Linked DNA regions of Mus musculus: all the other regions are linked to region 1. Evidence: chromatin contacts called from public promoter capture Hi-C data. All regions are on one chromosome and are shown on one strand. The core of a region is the stretch at or near the end of the contact, and the rest is flanking DNA. Distances in the headings are between cores, read along the strand shown.

Region 1 (4,175 bases), core at 1,531-4,030:
GAGGATAACACCAGGCGGCTCTCTAACTGAACTTGAGGCTCACTCCTTCAGAGAATCCATCCCTGTCATAGTAAACTAAACCCAAAACCCACGTCTGCAGCTGGAGGGATAAACTTTGCACCACTGTTCTAGCTCAACTGTCCTGGCACCCAGTTACCTTCTAAATAATGCTCTACTCACAAACAACTGCTCCTCCCCGTCTGAGGTAGAGAAGCCCCTCCGCAGCAAACTCGGAGATGCACAGTTAGTCAGGACATTTAGACCACCACTTCCAGGGCGCTGAGATCACTGTGAAAGATGAGGCACAGACAGTAAGGCCCAGAGACAGTGAGATGGGATGTAAAATGTTGACTTTTCAGCACTGCAGAGCTAATGCTCTGTATGACCTCACTTTACAACAGCAATGCATTGCTGTAACGGACCTGACACAGGACTGGGCCCATCATGATTTAGATACCAAGGGATTCTAAACAAAGGCATTGTTTTCAACTGTGTACCCACTACCGTGCTCAGATGCATGGGCAGGAACCTGCAGCCACACGGATGATCCTGGTTAAAACCAGAATGGTTTTTTTTAGTGGCTCTCAAAACAAAGAAGGAGATGAAGGGGGCAGAAAACATGGATATTTCACAGGGAACTGTAAGCAGGAGAGGACAAAGAGGGAAATCAGAGGGCAGGACATTACAGTAGTCTTTATACATGTATGAAATTGTTAAAGGGAAAAAGAACATCAGATAGGTGTCACGGTGCATGCCTCTTACATGAAATTATATGTGAAATTCCAGCACTTGGAAATAGAGGCAAAAGAACCAGGAGTTCAAGGTCATTCTTGCCTACACAATTTCTATCTCAAAAGCACATGCTAATTTAAAGAAAAGTCAGGCTAAAGAGGTGGTATGGTTCAATGGTTAAGAACACAGATGCTGGTCTGGAGAGATGGCTCAGCGGTTAAGAGCACTGACTGCTCTTCCAGAGGTCCTGAGTTCAAATCCCAACAACTACATGGTGGCTCACAGTCATCTATAATGGGATCTGATACACCTCTACTGGTGTGTTTAAAGACAGTGTACTATATACATAAAATAAAAAAATAAATAAATCATAAAAAAAAGAACACAGATGCTATTTCAGAGGTCCAATTCCCAGAGTACACATGACAGCTTACACCCATATGTAACTACAGCTACAGGAGATCTGATGTCCTCTGCTAGCTTCCGCAGGCACTAGGCATACAAGCGGTGCAAACGAAACACCATACATAGGATACAAAAGGATGCATCTCCCTCCCCTGGCCTCAGAAAGGGATGGACACCAAGCACTAGGATGGCACGGCCTGAAACCAGCCTATCATCTGATACCTGTGTGAGCCAAGGATCTAGTCAGGGACGCAGCTTCAATTCAACTGAGTCCCTGTCAGTTCACCAGGACCAGTCAGTCTGCCTTTCATATCATATAGACCACTACAGCCACTTTCAAACCTGACATCCTCGGGCTTCATTCAAAGCTCTCCCCCTGTGGCTCACTAGTCGTGTGTTCTAACTTCTCTCATCAACTGAAACACTGCTTGCATTTCTCTTCGCCAACTTCTGGGACCCTCTGAACTCTGCTGCAGCCTCTTTAACTTATGCTGGTTGTGTAAACAGCATATGTGGATATAATTATATATTTACCGTGTGATATGAAAAAATATTAATAATTAGGATTTGGAAAAATTGAACCTTGGATAGAATATCTTGGAAATATAAAATATCTTGGAAAAATAGCCTTGGCCAGATTACCACCAGAGGCGTGACACCTTTTTACTTTCTATTCAGTAAATTATGAAATTGTGGAAATACACAAACATATTTGTCTGTTTCTGATATAACATCCTCATGACCAGAAGACACAATCAGAAAAATGTCAGTTCCCAGGTTCAATTACAGATTTAAGATAATTCCCACAAAATGCTAAAAAGTTCTTATCAGGTACATAAAAGACATTGCTGAATTTTATATGTAAAATACTTTTAAAAAAACACACAAAATGGTTAGCACAATGTAGACGAACCCACAACACACTCGTAACATTTCCAATCAAATACACAAGACAACACACTGTTTAGGAAGAATAAACAGATCCACAAAAAAAAATTTTTTTTTAAATTAGGAGACAAGCTGACCTTTGATAAAGTAGTACAATCTTTTCTAGAACTGTTTCTGGGACACCATCCGAAAGAAACTCTTGGACAAAGACTCGGAGAATTTCACAAAATTAACTCACACTTGATGCTAGACCTACGAAGCCCACAACGTCTAGACCACAGCGCAGAGAACACAGCAGTCATAAGTGCGACACCAAAAGCACAAACAGGGCGCCAGCACTGGGCGGTGACGTCACCAACCCGGAAGCTACCCCCTGATTAGGAGGAGTCTTCCGCTCCCCGCGCTCTGCGCAGACATGGCTGGAAAAGCGGAAGTGATTAGAGTCCTCCGAGACAAGCACTGGCCAGTGACGGGGCCCACGTCGCCCAGTGGAACGCACAGGGTGTCCGCTCGGCCGGCCGGTCCCACCGCTCCCCCAACCCCGGGAAGGACCTATCACCCCGGCTCACGCGGCTCAGCCGACCGCTCCTCCCCATCCGGGGACAGCGGCCCCGCGCTCACCATGGCGCGGTTGCTGAGCTCGCCTGCGCTCCCCCTACAGCTCCCGGCAGCGGCGATCACACCGCAGCTCACGGGACCACGCGATGCCTGCTTAAGAACAGAATCTGCAGCATGGCGGCGGATAGGACCCACCTCTCGTCTCGTCTGGTGTTCTTGATTGGACATCTTGCCCCGAAGCTTTGATTGGCTAGAGCTGCACCACAAGTCTGATTGACAGGAGTTCCCTAGATGCAGCTGCGTGGATGACTCAATTCCATTGCTCTAATTGGCTAGCATGCCCTGAATGATGAAGCAGTTCCTTTAGGCGCTCTTGAGTGAGTGGCCTGGCCTGAAGGTTCTGATTGGCTAGCACTGCCCTACGAGGGCCTGAGTGACAGGAACAGCTTCGCTTGGTCCTTGTGAATGAATGTCCTGCCCTCAGGGCCCTGATTGGCTAGTGAAATCTGAATGACAGCTCCCATAAGTGGATGAACTGAAATTAAAAGACGTGGACCACACAGACCTTCCCAACTCTGGCTTTCACCCAAGTTCATGCAAGTCTGCTTCAAGACGATCTGATTGAAGCAGGACTTCCTTGTGCATCCCAGAACTTTCACAGCTTGTCTTCTTGCACTCAGTAGGTACTTAAGGTTCTTCCTCTTGGAAGCCTTGTTTTTGTGCACAGTCTATTACATACACTCCCCAAGGCAGTGATCACTTTGCCTCACAACTAGACCAGGGCCCAACCCAACCCCTATCACATCGAAACAAGACTTGATGTCCTCCGGGTTTCAGGAATTTCAGCAAGTCACGCCAAAGATTGCTCAATTATAACAAGTTGCACCTTTTCTTTTTAAGCAGAGAAGCGAACCCATTCCAAGACCAAGGTGGTGTTGCTTTTCCTGCAATCCCAACAAAGGAGGTGGAAGCCAAAGAACCAGGAATTCGGGATATACTTCCTGAAAAACTTCCAGTATCAATCACAGACTACTCCAGGTCAACAGAAGGTATTGAAAGACTCCGAGAGGAGCCCCTCGCTCAGGCCTCAGGACAATAGCGGACACCCAAGAACTCACGACAGACCGAGCTTGTTGCAAACCACATGAGGCTTTATTCGGGGAAAGCCAGAGCTCTGGGGACGACTCATATCCCACGCAGGGGTAGAGGAGTTGTCCTCGAGGGGAAAGAGGTCCCAGTTTTTATAGGCCCTCAGGGGGGAAAGGAGAAGGGGGAGATTAGGGGATTTCCAGATCTAAACAATGTCTATTCTCAAGAAATGGGTATGGGAGGGGTACAAGGAAAGAGTCTAATGAAGGTGCAGCAATGGGCACACACCTGGTCAGAACTTTGGCAGACACACAGGTTCAAGAAGTGGCCAGAGCATTGTGCACCTCTATTTTTCTAAATCAGTGAAGCTAGTTCTGCTAACACTGACGTCTATCTTGCCAATTTCAGGGCTTCTGTGTCCTTTTACATTCTGCCAGGATCTTTCAGTATTTGAAGGAGCCTTACACATTGAAGATGCCTGTATCCACGAGGCCACAGAAATG
Region 2 (4,042 bases), core at 1,370-3,869, 1.1 Mb after region 1:
CCTGGGTACCTTGAGTGAGTAGTCCACACTAAGCACGCGGCACTGCAAGATGGACGGGCCCACCGGGGGGATACGCAGCGCACGACCGGGCCACAGCGCACGGCGATTCGGGCCCACAGGCTCCCCGTCCACACTGGCCACCACAGCACGCTTCTGCTTGCGGGCACCTCGGGCCATGAAGGTCTGTGTCTGTACTAGGGCAGCACGGGGCTGCACAGCTCGCGTGGAACCATTGTCAATCTCCGCAAAGATAGGGATGACCTCGCCTACAGCAGACAGCAGCTTGCCTCAGTTTCCCCACTACCGATTACCCATTCCAGCTGCACACAGCTCCCCATGTTACCTGGAGTGTAGCCTTTGCGGTCAATCTTGGCCGAGAGGGACACGAGGCCACGTGTGCAGTACCAGGATCGTGCCACCTTCTCCCGGGCTCCAGCCTGGGGTTCCTAGGGAGACACCAAGTGCATTTTGAGCACTGGGCACACCAAGGGTCATTTTGAGCACTGGGCACTTGGAGACCTGAGTCTTATAGAAAGACTGAGACAAGCGGGCTGTTTTAAGTTTTGACCAGATACCCCCAAATAACATAACCCTGTCTCTTTTTATGTTTGTTTGTTTGCTTGTTTGTTTTCGAGACAGGGTTTCTCTGTGTAGCCCTGGCTGTCTTAGAACTCACTTTGTAGACCAGGCTGGCCTTGAACTCAGAAATCCACCTGCCTCTGCCTTAAAGGCGTGCATCACCACTGCCTGGCCAACCCTATCTTAGGAAGCCAAAAGTTGAATAAAAATTAAAAATAAGCCAGGCGTGGTGGCGCACGCCTTTAATCCCAGCACTTGGGAGGCAGAGGCAGGCAGATTTCTAAGTTCAAGGCCATCCTGGTCTACAGAGTGAGTTCCAGGACAGCCGGGGCTACACAGAGAAACCCTGTCTTGAAAAAAACAAAATAAGTAAATAAATAATAAAAACAAGACTAGATGTGGTGGCACCTATCTTTAGTCCCAGCAGGTATATTTCTATGGGCTTAGTTAGGGCCAGCCTGGTCTACTCAGTGAATCTCAGACCAGCCAGGATTACACAGAGAGAGACCTTTCTAAAATTAAAAAAAAAAAAAAAAGTCGGGCAGTGGTGGCACATGCCTTTAATTCCAGCACTTGGTAGGCAGAGGCAGGCAGATTTCTGAGTTCGAGGCCAGCCTTATCTACAAAGTGAGTTCCAGGACATCCAGGGCTATACAGAGAAACCCTGTTTCAAAAAAACCAAAACAAAACAAAACAAAAAACAAAAACAAACAAGAAAAGAAAAAGAAATAAAGCAAAACCCAAAACCAGTAAAGACAAAAGCAAACACAAAAACAAAAATAGCCCTATCATATCCTGCTTTCCAAATGGGGTATCTGAGGCTGGGAAAGAGCAAGATACCTTCCCAGAGGCACACAGCAGGTGAGCACCCTCAGAATTTGCACTTACCTATAGTGGGTTTTAAACTCACCACTAACTCCTGGCTCCCTGTTACAGAGGTCATTTGAGACCCTCAAATCTAAAAGGTGTCAAGCAGCCAGGCTGGACCCCAACCCCCATGGGGCAGCCACTTGCCAGCAGGGCAGGTGTGTTTATGTCCACAGGTTCAATGACAGTGAACACCTTCCGGGCGCAGCGTGCAGGGACCCATGGCCGGTGCAGAGTGGCTTTGATGGAATAGCGGACGCTGCCGTGTTTGCCCTCGAAGGATGTCACCAGGGAGCTGGGGTGGCAAGAGTGGGTAATCAGAGGATCACTATCAGGAGATAGTGGGGTGAAGGGCATACAAGAGGGATGTCCCGAGAAGTCAGGGCTGAGGGAACCCTAGATGCCCAGCCAGAAGGCGACAGTGGGGCTTACATAGGCAGCTGGAAGCTGAAGGGAAACTCGTGGCGTCCAGCGGGAAGCGTGGCGATATCCCCCGAGTCTAGGAACAAGACCCGGGGCTCAGCGGACGTAGGCCTGGGAATCGCATGCTCGGTGCGCCCCAAAAGGTCCCCAGCCCGTACCTGGCGCGAGCAGCGTGGCGCGGTGGTTCACGACTTCCACGCGCTCGCTGTAACTCTGAGTATAAGCAGTGCTGGAGCCCGCGCTGCGCGACTCCGTCCAGTGCGCGCGCGCGCGGCCCCGAGCGCGCAGCCTGAGCGCGCCCACGCGTGCCGCGCCCGCAAGCTCCAACAGTACCCGGCCTGCCACGGCCTGGCCTCCGTGGAACACGGGCTCGGTGCCCGTGCGCGCCCCGTCTATCTCTACTACGAACGCCTTCACCTTATCGAACAGCATTGCGGTGACGGTCGCGAACCCAAAAAAGAGATCGGCCAGGTGCTCGAACCCGCGAAAAGAAAGAGCTAGAGACTGCGAACGCAGCGGGCTCGAACTACGTACACACACAAGCGGGACAACAGGACGGAAGACCGCTGGGGACCCGCAGCTGCGTCGCACTTATAGGACGGTTGGAGGGCGGGGCCTGAGGAGAAGACCGCACCTACCGGAAGAGACTCCGCAAACACAGCAGTAGGGAACGGGACCCCAGAAAAGACTAGGCCAATAGCGCGGCGAAGGAATGGCCTGAGGAGAAAGCCACACCTTCAGGAGAAGACTCCACCAATAGCGCGCTGAGGAGGCGGGGCCTGAAAAAGCCTGGTTCTGCTGAGAGAATTAGGCCAAAGGCTCCACGAGGGCGGTGGCCTGATAGAAAGCTCCCCCCCCTACAAGGGACCAGGCCAATAGCGTGTGAAGGGCGTGGTCTGAGGGGGCAAAATCAGCTCCTGCGAGAAAGTCAGTAGCATCGAGGGGCGGGGCGGGGCGGGGCGTTAGAGAAAGCCTCGCCTACCGGAAAGAACTTCACCAATAGCGCGGTGGGGCGTGGCCTCACGAGGCTCCAGACAAAATAACCCTTGCTTGGTTCTGAACCGGAGCCTAAGTGGGAGGTGCTGCAGCGCGGCTCTGCCGCCTTAGGTCTCGCAAATACACAAACAAGGAAGCCCAGGAATAGGGAAACTGGTCTTAGTCACCCAGCGTGACAACTGTCACTATTTTTTTTTTCTGTTGCTTTTTGAGACGGGTTCTCATGTAGCCCAAACTTACCTGGGACTTGAGACAGTCCCCCTGCTTCTGTTTACAAGATTGGCCAGTAGTTTTGTGTTCCCTTGGCTAGTCTGGAACTCACTGTGTAGACCAGGCTGGCCTTGAACTCATAGAGGCGAGGTTGCCACTGCTTCCCGAGTGCTGGAATTAAAGCTCAAATCGGATTTCTGAACCCGAAAGCTTTATTTTCTTCTGAGGCCAAGTCTCACATAGCCTCCAATGCATCTCGTACTCTAACCAAGCCCGATGTTGAATTTGCCATCCTCCACCAGTCTTCCAGAGCTGACTTGATAGGCGTTTGCCTTAGTACCTGACTGTTTCTTAAACTTAAAAAAAAAAAGATTTATTTATTTGTATATGTATATGAGTACACTGTAGCTGTCTTCAGACACACCAGAAGAGAGCCATTACAGATGGCTGTGAGCCACTGTGTGGTTCCTGGGAATTGAACTCAGGATCTCTGGAAGAGCAGTCTGTGCTCTTAGCCACTGAGCCATCTCTCCTGCCCGGCCTGGCTTTTTCTTATGTTTTCAGACAGGATCTCACACTGTAACCCAGGCTGCCCGGGAACTCAAGGCAATGGAACTCCGGTGTCAGCCTCTTAGATGCTGGGTTCGCAGGTGTGTCCACTAGGCCAGAACCTCCCAGCTTAATCATCAACTCGCTGCCGCCTGCAGACCTATCTGGGGCACCTTTTTTCAGGCCCATTGTTTCCGGCGATGCGAATTGGTGGGGACAGGGAAGTGTTGGTCCTTTCCCCCCCCCCCCGCATTGGGCACCCCCATTCAACCTAAAGGACCCTGGCAAGGGACAAGGAGGATGTGCCTCAATTTCCACTTCCATAAGGCCTAGGGGAACTTAGTCCCTCAGATCCAGAAAGGGATTGCCGTGCATAGGCAGCAAATCCAGGAGACTCTGATATTTTGAGTCAAGGGCT
Region 3 (4,524 bases), core at 882-3,381, 1.0 Mb after region 1:
AGGCGACCCTTAGAGATTTCTTGTTAAACAAAGTCATGTGTGTTCACTGTGGGAGAATTTGGAAGTCACACAAACCTGATGACGTGAGTTCCATTCCTAGGACTTGTGCTGGAAGGAAAGAACTGACTTCCTAGGTTGTCCTGTGACACTCCCCTCTTTCCAACACAAATAAATGAATATAACTTAGAAAGATTTGAGGAACAGCTTCCCTCTGTCCCTTCTTCTGCCTGTGCTCTTGTTTGCCCAGGCCTTTAACACACTTGCTTCATTCTTCCAGACAGCTGTGCTGTCCTCTCTGGGGAGCCTCAAACTCAGAAATTCCCAAGTGCTGTGTAATTAAAGGTTTCTGTTACCATGCCAGCAGTTTCCCCGCACACGTTTATAGTATGAAACAGGGTCTCACTTTGTGATCCAGGATGATAAAGAACTCAACAACCCTCCTGCCTCAGCTTTCCAAGTGTTCCGATGAAGCCTTGCCACCTACTGAGCTACCAGCACAGTTCTCCTGGAGCCCTTGCTTGGTGGTGGAAGCAAATGGGTTCCTCCCCTAACCTTATCCCTTCGGAATAAATCCAAATCAGGCTCCAGTGTCCCAGGCTCCTCCTGCACCCTTTCTGTCCTCAAACCCGGTCCCGGTCCCCACAGTAGCCTCCGCGTGGGCCCGGAGCTCGCTAAGTAACAAACTGATGGTCACTTTGTGTCTCTGCATGAAGTGCAGGGGAAGCAGGAAATAAGCTTCCTCCAGCGGCCCCGGATTGGGCGGGGCTCCAGGCTCCTCGCGGGGGTGGACGAGCATCCAGGCGACAAGTTATTCTGGTCCATTGGCGCCTCCGCAGCTGGCGGGGAGGTCTATAAACAGGGCCAGGACACGTTCCCAGTTCTGCTTCCTGTGGGAATGGAAGCGATGGGGACCCTGCCCGGCCGCACGGAGAGGAAGAATAGGATAGACCCCAGATTCCCACCTTGACAGGCAGATTTGCAGGAATGAGTCGTGTGTATCATAGCGGCTTGGAAGTCTGCATTTCTGCGCCCACCTTCCTGAGACACAGGGTTACCCGGGTCCCAGTGTCCATATCGTAAAGGGCGTTGGGCAGCTACTCTTGAATCTTCTCTGCTTCCTTGGTCTTTCATTACAATTTTGGAAGACTTATGGGTCAGGATACTTCTGAGCCCTAAGTGCGCAAGGAAGCAAGGGGTTCTCTGGGGACTCATCAGACCCTTTTCTCTTTGCACAGACCGGATTTTCTCCTTTATTTCTTTGAGGCAGGGTTTTATGTGGATCAAGCTGACTTTAAGACACTATGTAACTGAGGATCACCTTGGACTTCTGCTTCTCCCCTCCTTCCCTTCTCCTCCCAGTGCAGAGAACAGGAGCCTGGATCAACCCAGGTCTTTGTGATGCAGGTTCCCCACCAAACTGAGAATTATCCTCAGCCCATCAAAAAACAGTTCTTTCTTTCTTTCTTTTTTTAAAAATTATTTATTTATTTGCTTGTTTATTTTGTTTTTTGAGACAAAGTTTCTCTTCATAGTCCTGCTGTCCTGGAACTCACGTTGTAGACCAGGCTGGCCTCGAACTCACAGAGATCTGCCTCCATCTCCCTTCTGAGTGCTGGGACTAAAAATTCTGTGTGGTCTTTAATGAGTTTTTTGAGCCCTAAAATGTAATCAAGATGTATGCCTGCCAATCCAACACTTGTGAGGTGCAGGCGGGAGGATCAAGAGTTCAAGATCAGCCTCTGCTACTTGGCAAGTTCGAGACCAGCTTGTTACTTGAGACCATTTCTCAAAACAAAACCTAAACTCCTGAGTGCTTCACGTCTCAAAAGCAAGGACTTCTAACCACAAGTTTCCAACCAGAGCTAGGTCCTGGCCTCAGCCTCTCCGCCCTTCAAACACCTAGCAGTCACCATTGGGCCTCTAAAGACGTAGGAATCGCTGATTTGATATTCGGTCCGTCGCTCGAGAGCATCAGCCAATGGAAACTTCATGCCTCCCTAGAGCCCCGTCTTCCAGTGGCTTACCAGGCCCTGCCCCTCTTCTGCCGGCGCAGGCCAGTGTGGTCCCGCGGCTGTCGATGCAGTCCCTCCCCTAACGTCACAGCTTCGTTTGCATAGAAAGCCCCGCCCCTGGCTTTGCAGGACGTCAGCTAGGACTGCAGGGGCCTGAGCCTCCTCCGCTGCCGCCTGCAGCCCCCGCCGCCGCCTGCATCCCCCGCATCCTCTTCTGGGGCCCGGTCGCCAGCGCAGTCGCCACGGTCGCCGTCGCCAGCGTTGTCTCAGCTTAGAGAGGGTAAGGGTGAGCGCAACCCAGGTCCACACACTGAGGAGCCCGCGTTTCACTGACAGCTGGGGGATCAAGGGGAGCGCAACTCGGGTGTAGTGGCTATGGGTCTCGCATTTGGCATTCTTGGTCCCGCATCCCGCACCCCTCGCCCTTAACCTGGCACCTGGGGCCCGGGCTCTGCGACAGAGGGGGAGGGGAAAGCCAGGCCTTGCGGGAGGCTTGTGCGTGCTCGTGCTCGTGGGGTGAACACGCGTGTGCGCGCCCGCTGGGCATGGAGAGGCTCGAGTGACCGCAGGACGCGCAGCGTGCACACTTGTGATACGTTGTGCGTGCATGGTCCGCGTGCGCGGTGCGCGTGGATCTTAGTTCAAGTATGTGCTCACACGCGTGTGGAGCCATGCGCGTGTGTGGTGTGTCCTCCCGGATGGCCAGGTACAGTCGTGCATTGGTGCAGGGAGCTGTGCTCACACATGGGCTTGCACACACCATACATGTCTGCTTGTTTCGCCTGTTAGCACCACTCTTGCATGCAGGGCAGGTGTTTGGGTCTGCCTGCCCTAGATGCTTCATTGTGCTTGTGTGTGTGTGTGTGTGTGTATGCGTGCGCGCTCTTGTGCTCGCGATTTTGTGTGTGTGAGCCTACGTTCATCCTGTCTTCGTCACGTGATGTGGCTATCTCAGGGCCCCAGTTCTTGCAGGAGAAAAATAAGGATGAGCGAGAACTGGGGATCCTCCTGTATTCATGTTCCGGTGTGGGTCTCTGTGAGAGACTGATGGGAAGGCAGAGGAGGCTCAGTCTTCCCTCAGGGTACAGGGGAATCTGAGGTTCACAGCCTGCTTAAAACCTTGGTGCTGTCAAGGTCACAGCTCTGCCTTATGTTGGTTGGGGGGGTTGAGCATGTGACATTGGGGGGTATCCTCACCTACCCCTGTGCCGTGCCCACCCTGTGCGTGGTCCTGATGCTCCCCTCAGGCCCTCTGTGCCACGCCTCCCGCAGATGGCTTCCGCCACAGACTCTCGCTATGGGCAGAAGGAGTCCTCAGACCAGAACTTCGACTATATGTTCAAGATCCTGATCATTGGGAACAGCAGCGTGGGCAAAACCTCGTTCCTCTTCCGCTACGCAGATGACTCCTTCACTCCAGCCTTTGTCAGCACCGTTGGCATAGACTTCAAGGTCAAAACCATCTACCGCAACGACAAGAGGATCAAGCTGCAGATCTGGGTGTGTAGGGCTGGAGGGGAGATGTCTTCCTGCCAACCCCCACAAAAGGAAGCTGAGGCTAGCCATCGGCTGGCGCTGGGATTTAAGGCCTGCATCTCCATCCCAGTATGAGCTTCCCGTTTTCCTAAGTCCCGAGCATCCCCACTCATCTTCTAGCATAGTGTGGCACAGGGCATTCAGGCAGCACCCAGTACATGTTTGTTGAGTGACTAAGTGGCCTTGCAGTGACCCATTTGGGTCACTGTCTGCTTTTCCTGACCCACTGTCCCCGGGCCTCAAAGTGGTTGCTGGACAACCTTGGAGCACGTTTTTCTCTCGGGGGCTGCTGCGAGGTCCCTTCTGACCTATCCCTCTTTTCCCCAGGACACAGCAGGGCAAGAGCGGTACCGCACCATCACCACAGCCTATTACCGAGGCGCCATGGGCTTCATCCTAATGTATGACATCACCAATGAGGAGTCATTTAATGCAGTGCAGGACTGGTGAGCAGCCCACCTACTCAGAAAACACAAGGCTGGGATTGGAGGTGACTTAGCTAAGCTTAGCTAAGCTTAGTTGGTAGGGTGCCTGCTTGGCCAGGACAAAGCCTTGGGTTCGTCCCCAGCATGGCCAAAAGACAACCAAGAGTAGGCCTCTGGTGGGACAAGCCATGTGGCTGTTCCCAAGGCTTGAGGTTGTGGAAGCACACAAGGTAACCAGTGAGTAGACAAGGAACCTCCCACTGATCTCTACCCAGGTAGCCCAGGCAGGAGAACCACGTTAGCTCACTTGTCTGAGGTCAAGTGATTCTCTGGCCAAGCGCTTACCTCAAATGTATGAGAACCTGGATTCCAGCCACAGCACCAAAAATTAACTCCCCCAGGTCTTGACATTTGGTGTAGTGGACACCGGCCCATCTTCCCAGCTTTGGGAAGATGGAGAGGTCTGAGTGAGATAGGCTGGACTCAGTTACCAAGGGGCAGTGGTCTCTCCTGCAAGGGCTAGACACAGGCAGAGACTCGGGGATGGGGCC
Region 4 (4,170 bases), core at 974-3,473, 1.7 Mb after region 1:
CAAGGGAGCTCAGCCTGCACTGCAAGGTCTCATACACACTGGGTACTGATATCTCAGCAGGGCCACTATCCAGGGGGGCTTCTTGCAGGACCTGGTGGGCTTCCACCTCAGGCTCGCACTGTTCTTCTGGGCTCAAGGATAGAACCGCATGGGATCCCACATCACAACCCTCCTTGATCCTGTGAAGATAGTGGGGGAACCCCAGCCACCTGAGGCTCAGAAGAGACCTGGAGGGCTAACCCTAGGGTCGCTAGGAAGGTAGAGTAGGGAATGAGCGGCATGGCTGGAGGATAAACAGGAAGAGGAGAGAGGCAGGCAGCAGAGGCAATGGGCAGGTGAGTGGCAGGAGGCAGCTTTGTGCAGGGGGGGTGTTGGGGTGTTGGGCTAGAATATAGGGTACATACTAAATGCATCCTACCAGTTCCTTGGGCTCTGAAGGCCAGGACCAAGGTATTCCTGATGCAGCTCAGGTTTAGTCTCGAAGCGTCCATTGTTGGCATCTACTTCCTCTGAGCTCTCAGCTACAGGGTCTAGCTCCCCCTGTGAATGAACCCCGTTTCCCCCCAACACACACACACAGTCTCTTGGCCATCATATCCAGCTCCACCTGTGGAGGACTCCCCTACACCACCACGGGCTCTGAGCCTAGCAGGCCTGGGTTCCCAGGATCCATGGGACTGAGTGTGGCAGGAAGAGGGGCACACTTACAGGCAGAGGATGCCTCCCTCGACGGCTTCGGGGCCGTGTGGCCCGGGCACTCATTGCCTCTGTCACTACAGTCTGCTTTCAGTTCTTGCCTTCGTCACCTTAGAATCCTTGTTTTTTGTTTTTTTGTTTCCTGTAGGATTTTTGGGGTGTCTACTCCGATTGACACATTTAAATATTCATATACCTCTCCAATAGTGCCCACTAACTATCTACTTGTTCCTTACTCCCCCATCCCCCATCTCTACTGGGCATTCTTCTCCCCTCAGCTGTCTGAAGGCGTTTCTCTTATCTGTGCCCCACCCCCCATAGAAGCATTGGGTAGGGACCCTAAAATCCTCTTTCTTCCTACGGCTCTTAGCATCAAACTCCCTCACCCTGGGGGTTGACCCTGCTGCGCTCTTCTCTGCTTCTCCAGAGCACCTTGGGAAAGGCCTGAGATCCAGGGCATATCTCAAGCCATTCTGGCCACTGGCTACTGAGGCTGCGATAGCCAAAAGTGGCCCGGGAGGGGCTGGGAAACAGGAAGCCCCCCTACCCTGATCACATGGACAGTTATTGTTTCGTTTCCTTCTCCAGGATGCCGGCTTCCTCCAGAACGGGAGGAGGATGGAGGACCAGGACCTTTGTCCCGCTCTAAAGATATCAGTATCCCCTTACCCGAGGCCAAACCTTCCATTTTCATTTTGGATTTTTTGTGTCCCCTGTTCACCAGGACTCGCTCTAATGTGAAGGTCTTTGTGTGTGTGTGTGTGTGTGTGTGTGTGTGTGTGTGTGTGTGTGTGTGTTTCTAAAACCAAAAAAAAACCAAAACTGTAGGAGTTGGCTTCAGCATTTGCACAGCTTTTATTTTTCATTACTTTGCTTTACTCATCTTTGTCTGTGGTGGTCCTACTTGTCTCCGAGATCGAACTCAGGCCCCTCAGGATTGGTGGCAAGAGCCTGCACCTGCTCAGTAGCCCACAACGTTTCTCTTCAATGAGTCTGAACTGCTGCATCAGGCGGTTGGAGGCACTGGCAACAATAAGCTTGTCCACAGTGTGTCTGCTGCCTTCTTTACTTTTTCTTTACATTTTAGTTTTTATACAGCGTCTCATTTAGCCCAGCCTGGTCTAAACGCCCGATCTTCGTCTCCGGGTCTCTGGAGTGTTGGGATGACAGGTGTGCACCACCAGTCCTCATCAAGGTACTAGTGAATGAATGCCAACCTAAGTTACATAAGTAACTGAGAAGGCCTTTGGCAAGTCCAAGCCAAGTCCTACCCCGTCAATCATCAAACGGCCCCGCCCAGCTCAGGCTTCTGTCCTATTTCAGCAGAAGCCTTGAGAACCATAGCGTGATTAAACCGGAACTACAAATTACGCCCAATTTTGCTTCTATCCACCACAGATCACACCCACTCCCAGTATTACCCATCTTCAGCCCCATTCCAGCCACTCCAAGCCACACCCCCAGAACGCCTCAGCCTATCAGCTTCCATGTCCCGAGGGCCACTGAACTACATTTCCCAGAAGGTGTCTCGGCAGCGCCGCACAAACTTCCGGCCAGGAAGATGGCGGCTTCCTAGAGTCCTGATTGACTGGCCGCGGTGCCCAGGCTACAGAGTGGAACCTGCGGCACTGTGAACGCGCGTGAGCTTTGTGTCGCCGTGGTCTAACTTCGACCCGGATTGCTGTAGCTCCAGGTTCGTTCTTCTTGAGGACTTAGGGGTGGGGGATTCGAGGTCCCGAGATGCCACCCCTAAAACCGCGCATCCATCGCAGGGTCACTTGGGCTTCCTGTGTTTCCCTAGGGACCGGACCGGCGCCGCCTCAGGGGAAAAGTAGTTTTGGGAAACTTCAACTGTATCTTTTCGGCTCCACAAACCAAGTCTCCCAGGTGTGGGAGCCACTGGAGGCCTTAATGGGTCGAATACCCAGTGACCAGGCAACTGGGGTGTTCGTCCTGTGTAAACAGCGGAAAGCTAAGGATGAACAGCAGTTCAGTTGGAACAGTGCTTGTGGCTCAGTTGGTAAAGAGTTTGCCTAGCTTGCATGAGGCCCTGGGTATCCGTCCCTAGCACCACCTAAACTATGTGCGGCGGTGTACTCCGGCACTTGGAAGGTGAATACAGAAGTACCCGGCCATTATAAGCCGTATAGTTTTAGAGTTAGAGTGCAGCCTGGGCCACATGGAGCTGTCACAAACAAAAAAGAAAACGAAAAAACTTACTTCACCTGAGGGTGGTTTCTGGACACACTGTCTTATGGTAGCATTCTGTAGCCCTCAGAGACTCCTGTGCGTAAGGGGCTCGTGCCCATCTTCTGTCTTCCTAGTAACCATTGTCTTTACAAACTCTTAAGGCAGGATCCTGGCTTCCACTATCCCCCCTTCATCTAACCACTCGGGAACCATGGAGGTGGCAGAGGCGAACAGCCCCACGGAGGAGGAGGAAGAGGAGGAAGAAGAAGGAGAGGAGACGATATCAGAGCCCAGGCCTCACACTCGATCCAATCCAGAGGGGGCTGAGGACCGGGCCCTGGGAGCTCAAGCCAGTGTGGGCAGCCGCAGCGAGGGCGAGGGTGAGGCAGCCACTGCAGATGGCGGGGCAGCCAGTGTCCCAGGAGCCGGGCCTAAGCCCTGGCAAGTACCAGCATCAGCATCTGAGGTCCAGATTCGAACACCAAGGGTCAACTGTCCAGAGAAGGTGGTATGTGAGGGTCTTGGCTGGAGATGTAGGGGATGGAGACCCTCAGACAGGCCACTCCTCTAAATTGCTGCCTCAGTTTTCTATAGGTTCCATGAACATCACACACTTGGTAGCTTAAACGTCACTGAATTTAGATTCTTGTTTTTATTTATTTATTTATTTATTTATTTATTTATTTATTTATTTTTATTTTGTGGCACCTGGACTTCCATTTGTGCTATAGCCATTCCCCCTCCATTCTAGGCAGAGGCTCCACCCCTGAGCCCTTTTTGAGCTCTGCTGGCTAGGACCCACCCAATCTGTAATAACTGTAATGGCTGTAGTCTGGTTTGGTCCTGTACTCTCTTTCTTCTCTTTATGTTTCAGATCATCTGTCTGGATCTTTCGGAGGAGATGTCTGTGCCAAAGCTGGAGTCCTTTAATGGGTACTGTGGCATTGAGTTTGGACATAGGCAGCTCAGAATGCATAGGGTCATTCCTCCACCCAGTAGGATTCAGGTGTTCGTGACACTGACACTTCCAAGGCTGTGTCCATATGTATGACACTCTTAGGAGCCAACCCTAGCTGGCCTCAAGGTGATGGGCTAGGCCACTGTCTAGCTCGTGAAGCTTTGTGTGTACCCCTGGCAGCCTGGGGTATCAGGTGTTACATCTGGACTGGCCTTGGCTCAGGAGCCAGTGGCACACACTTGCCATTATAGCGCTGATGGAGGCAGAGATGGAGGCATCAGGAGTTCAGGGTCCACCTTTGCAATGCAGCTTGTGCTCTAGAGTGT
Region 5 (4,134 bases), core at 230-2,729, 1.6 Mb after region 1:
TTCAGCTTACTCTTCCACATTGCTGTTCATCACCAAAGGAAGTCAGGACTGGAACTCAAGCAGGTCAGGAAGCAGGAACTGATGCAGAGGCCACGGAGGGATGTTCCTTACTGGCTTGCTTCCCCTGGCTTGCTCAGCCTGCTCTCTTATAGAACCCAAGACTACCATCCCAGAGATGGCACCACCCACAAGGGGACCTCCTCCCTTGACCCTAATTGAGAAAATGCCTTACAGCTGGATCTCATGGAGGCATTTCCCTAACTGAAGCTCCTTTCTCTGTGATAACTCCAGCCTGTGTCAAGTTGACACAAAACTGGCCAGTACATCAGTTATCTACTTTCACCATATGAAACCCATGGATCAAAATAAGATCATGAGGCTTGGTGGCAAGAGCCTTTGTTTCACCCACTTGACCTTCACAGAGTGTCCTTTGCTGTATACAGTCACAATAGCCCGTGACCCTCATCCTTCAGACTCTTAAGCAAACACCCATGGGTGTAGTGAGTCAGGGCTAAAGGGGAGTGCGACAAGCAACCCTAGAGCTCCTGAGGCCTAGGAAAAGGTCTGTGCTGGGACTAAAGTCGTGCTACCATGTAGGGTCACGTTTTTCCTTTAAAAAAAGGAAGGCTAGGTGGTGGTGGCACATGCCTTTGAACCCAGCACTTGGCAGGCAGATTTCTGTGAATTCAAGGCCAGACTGGTCTACAGAGCTCCGGATCAGCTACACACATACACACACACACACACACACACACACACACACACACACACACAAAACAAAAAACAAAAAACACCACTGTCTCCAAGGGGAAAAAGAGAGAATGTCCACCAAAGTCCACGCACAACCCCAATTCTGAACTGCATCTGGGACCCCAGCTCCCCAGCACGCACCGAAGCGGCTCAGAGCCTGGGCTTCTGGTCTGGGAGAGATTCGGGCATTGGCTCATAAGATCCCAGTTCTCCAGCTCCGCTGCCTGTGAGCCCAGGATCTGGTCTTTGGCCAACCCACAGGAGCCCCTAAATTCCGCCCTTCTGAGATCCCAACTCACCCTGCGTCCCGTTCTGAGGAATCCGCCATTCTCCCGCCTTCCACTCAAAGGCAAGCGTCTCAGGGTCCCGCCCGCTAGGAGGCAGGGAGTAGTGCTGGAAGCCGGAGGGTGCTCTCTTCACGCGAGCCGCGGGGCGGGCTCCAAGCTTGCTACAGTTCGTTCAGCCTGGCCAAGAGCGCCGAAAAAGGGCGTGGCTCCAAGGTGTCCCTCAGACGTGTGGGCTTCCGGCACCAACCTGAGCGGGCTAAAATACTGCTGGGGAGGGGCGTGACTATCATAGCGCCCGCCCCTCTCAGCTGTGGAACACTTAGCATCTGGAATGCACCAACCGCAGAGGGCGTTCGCTGCGCGCCTTTAGATGGGGCGGGACCTCGAGTCGCCCCGCCTCTCCGACGAGTTGGCGCCCGCCCACTCAGCGCCTCCGGAACCCGGAAGTGAAATCGCACGGTGCAGCGGCGGGCGAGGCTGGTCGCTTCGGGGCGGGGCGGCCGGGAGCAGCGGGCAGGCTGGCCGGGGACCGGTGGCGCGCAGCGGCCCGAGGTCCAGGTAAGTTCTCGCGGCGGCCGTGAGTGGAGACCCGAGCCGGGGTTGTGCACCGGGTTGCTCCTGAAGTCGTGGGACGTGAGGGCAGGATGCGGCCTGGGGGACGCGTGGACGCTGAGGGGGTTGAGACTGGCGGGCTTACCGCGTCTTTCAGCGGCGGCTGAGGAGAGGACGTGGCTAAGGTGGCATCTGGGGGGATCTCAGGAAACGGGGGAGGCCAGGAAGGCGGAGCCGAGGGGCCGTGCTAGGGAAAGGGACTTCTGCACTCGCGGTCTGAGCCCTAGGGTGTCAGAGAGGCGCCGGGCTCTCAGAGAATGGGAAACGGTCTGTGGCAACCCACTGTTGGGGCTGGAACGTCTAAAAGAGTGGGCCTGGAAAGACACGCAAAAACAGTTCCTCAGAGGGCCGGAGGAGTGGAGAGGAGGAGGAAAGGGAGATGACGGGGTGCAGCCTCTGGAGACTCGCCCCCGCCTTCCCCTCTTGATTCATCTTCTTCCTGACTTCACTCCCGGACAGCTGGGTGATCCGCCAGGGCGAGTCCCAGCGCCCTCTGGGTTCTCTCTCTGCTTTGATAGGCACATCACTTTCTGCTCAAGAAAAGAGTAGCTGGACTCTAGAGGAGGTTGCGGGGTGGGGGTGGGGTTCTGACACCCGAACTGCGTTTCAGAAGAAAGGGAGCCGGTAGGGTGGAAGCCACTCTCTCAAGAGAGTCACATCCTTGGACTTAAACGTTTTTTTGTTTTTTGTTTTTTGTTTTTAAATGACTTACAGGAAATGTATACCTCAGCGGTGGCAGAGATCTCAGCCCCGTGGAGTCACAGCTGCCAACAAACCCTCCCTTCTTTTTCTAGGGACCCTAACTCCCAAGGCTTTATAGGGGAGTCCTTTTGTGCCTCTTTGGCTCATTTTCCAGCACTTTAAGACATCCACCTAGCAGCCCCTCAGGTTGTATCTCCTTACCTTGTTGGGTATTGTCTAGTCTTTGAGACTTCAGTATCTTAAGGTGTCAAGGAATGGCTGGAGGTGGCATGAGCAACTATAAAGTTATTGTCACCGGCCTCTCTGCTCCTACAAGGCCTTGGAGCTGCCTGGTTTTGATTGGCATCACTTTCTCCCCCCCCCCCCTTACCAGTATTCCCTGTCTGCTGTGTGCTTGCTGAAAGGAGGCCAGGTTTAGAGCTCCATTTGGTACAGGAATCTGGATATAAAGGAAGCCTTAGAGACATGACTGCCCCATTCACTTCAAGAATGTTCTGGAAGAAATCTTTCAACTTAGCTTGCCCAAGGGCACACGGTGCAAGTCATGCCCCTTGGAATATCGAAGACTTTTTGGTCCTGAGACCCCAGGAAGGACATGAACTTTCCTATGCATGACACACTTTTTCTCCTGCTTACTTGGAGCTGTGACTCAGTGGAGGTCTCCTGGAAGAAGCAAGCGCCTTGTTTGGGGTCTGGCCTGGGGCAAGACTCTGCCTATTTCTCCTTTGGATTGGCCTGTGTCAGCCTTTTTCCAGAGCTAACCCCACTTATTAACTTTCATGTTTCTGGTACACACCCTTTGGTTTTATGCAGCTCCAACTTTCTGTCTCTTGCCCTGCAAATGCTGGGGACGGAACTTAGAACCTTGTGCTTGCTTACTGGGTAAGTGTTCCACCATAGAGCCACACCTCCAGTCAGGTGTCCAGGATGCTACCTGCATGAAGCACAATGCTCTGGCTTTGACCTCCTACTTGGGTAAAACCCTCTCTCAAGTCTAGCTAGTACCTTGTGGGTCAGGTGGGGACTCAGGACTCCTGGGCTTGACTCCCTTCCTGACAAGAGACCATGAACTTGTGGCTTCCCTTTCCTTATCTCTCTGGTAACATGTGGTGAATGGGTCCAAAATTAACCAAGCAAGAGCTGGTTGTGCCAAGTGGTTGGCTGCCTCCTGAGAGCAGAGCTGAGATCTCCTTGTGCCTCAGAGGAACAGCTATTGTCCCTTTACATGGAAAGAATGGCATTCCCATTAGGCAGACCTTCACAATGACAGGTGACATGAGTTATCACAGGGGCAGAATTGGGAAGACTGAGAGCAAGACTTGGGATGTGGGGGGGTCCACTATGTTTCCTGGGAAGAGTGTCTGGTCTGCAGTCAATCCTGGGAAGCCATGTCAGTGGTGAACCCAGAGTGACAGGAACAGATATCCTGTCACTCTCCTCTTTGGGATACTTGCTGTAGCCTCTGCTTTAGTTTGTTTCAATTTTCTTTTCCATTCAACCACCAGGAAAGAGTCCTTTCTCAAAATGGACTCAGGCAGGTGCTGGGTTTGGAGATAGATCCCTAGACTTTTCTAGAACCAGGAAGCGAGGCTGGGAGGCTAAGTTTATGCTCTAGCTCTTATCACACAAACAGCCCAAATATCCACAGCACCCTAAGAAAGCAAAAAGCCAACAAGTCTGTGTCTGTATTCCCTAACCCTCTAAAATAGCCTTTACCCAAGTTTGGCTGTCAAACTGTCCTGACATCTGGTGTGGGGGGCCATTCTTTGCCCCAGGGCCATCT

What was found. Promoter capture Hi-C pulls out the DNA fragments that hold promoters and counts their contacts.
Region 2: a promoter capture Hi-C map of erythroid cells shows a contact between it and region 1, with 4 times the contacts expected there. The contact joins the promoter of Arrdc2 here to the promoter of Zfp869 in region 1. A contact is called at or near these places in 3 of 39 promoter capture datasets (erythroid cells, liver and pre-B cells).
Region 3: a promoter capture Hi-C map of pre-B cells shows a contact between it and region 1, with 2.7 times the contacts expected there. The contact joins the promoter of Rab3a here to the promoter of Zfp869 in region 1. A contact is called at or near these places in 2 of 39 promoter capture datasets (cranial neural crest and pre-B cells).
Region 4: a promoter capture Hi-C map of pre-B cells shows a contact between it and region 1, with 2.6 times the contacts expected there. The contact joins the promoter of Babam1 here to the promoter of Zfp869 in region 1. A contact is called at or near these places in 2 of 39 promoter capture datasets (embryonic stem cells and pre-B cells), 3 of 115 datasets of contacts at active chromatin or transcription factors (astrocytes, double positive thymocytes and pancreatic cancer cells) and 1 of 9 other capture datasets (pancreatic islet).
Region 5: a promoter capture Hi-C map of pre-B cells shows a contact between it and region 1, with 6 times the contacts expected there. The contact joins the promoter of Myo9b here to the promoter of Zfp869 in region 1. A contact is called at or near these places in 2 of 39 promoter capture datasets (hippocampal neurons and pre-B cells), 1 of 484 Hi-C or Micro-C datasets (uterus), 1 of 115 datasets of contacts at active chromatin or transcription factors (double positive thymocytes) and 1 of 9 other capture datasets (liver).

Annotation. Positions count from the first base shown.
Region 1 is chr8:69,714,122-69,718,296 of GRCm38.p6, forward strand. It overlaps Zfp869 (zinc finger protein 869), which reads right to left and starts at 2,781. Exons shown (of 5, transcript NM_001039965.1): 1 at 2,647-2,781. Gm51532 (a long non-coding RNA gene) reads left to right here and starts at 2,986. Exons shown (of 2, transcript XR_003947396.1): 1 at 2,986-3,632.
Region 2 is chr8:70,837,101-70,841,142 of GRCm38.p6, forward strand. Arrdc2 (arrestin domain containing 2) reads right to left here and starts at 2,620. Exons shown (of 8, transcript NM_027560.1): 1 at 2,028-2,620; 2 at 1,879-1,945; 3 at 1,594-1,741; 4 at 344-446; 5 at 10-266. The coding sequence starts at 2,301.
Region 3 is chr8:70,752,572-70,757,095 of GRCm38.p6, forward strand. It overlaps Rab3a (RAB3A, member RAS oncogene family), which reads left to right and starts at 2,132. Exons shown (of 5, transcript NM_009001.7): 1 at 2,132-2,292; 2 at 3,285-3,512; 3 at 3,876-3,994. The coding sequence starts at 3,285.
Region 4 is chr8:71,394,632-71,398,801 of GRCm38.p6, forward strand. It overlaps Babam1 (BRISC and BRCA1 A complex member 1), which reads left to right and starts at 2,224. Exons shown (of 9, transcript NM_026636.2): 1 at 2,224-2,389; 2 at 3,048-3,394; 3 at 3,761-3,819. The coding sequence starts at 3,098. It overlaps Ushbp1 (USH1 protein network component harmonin binding protein 1), which reads right to left and starts at 1,170. Exons shown (of 13, transcript NM_181418.3): 1 at 1,083-1,170; 2 at 709-838; 3 at 419-540; 4 at 1-179. The coding sequence starts at 762.
Region 5 is chr8:71,271,235-71,275,368 of GRCm38.p6, forward strand. Myo9b (myosin IXb) reads left to right here and starts at 1,480. Exons shown (of 40, transcript NM_001142322.1): 1 at 1,480-1,595. It overlaps Haus8 (4HAUS augmin-like complex, subunit 8), which reads right to left and starts at 1,356. Exons shown (of 11, transcript NM_001163042.1): 1 at 1,050-1,356. The coding sequence starts at 1,078.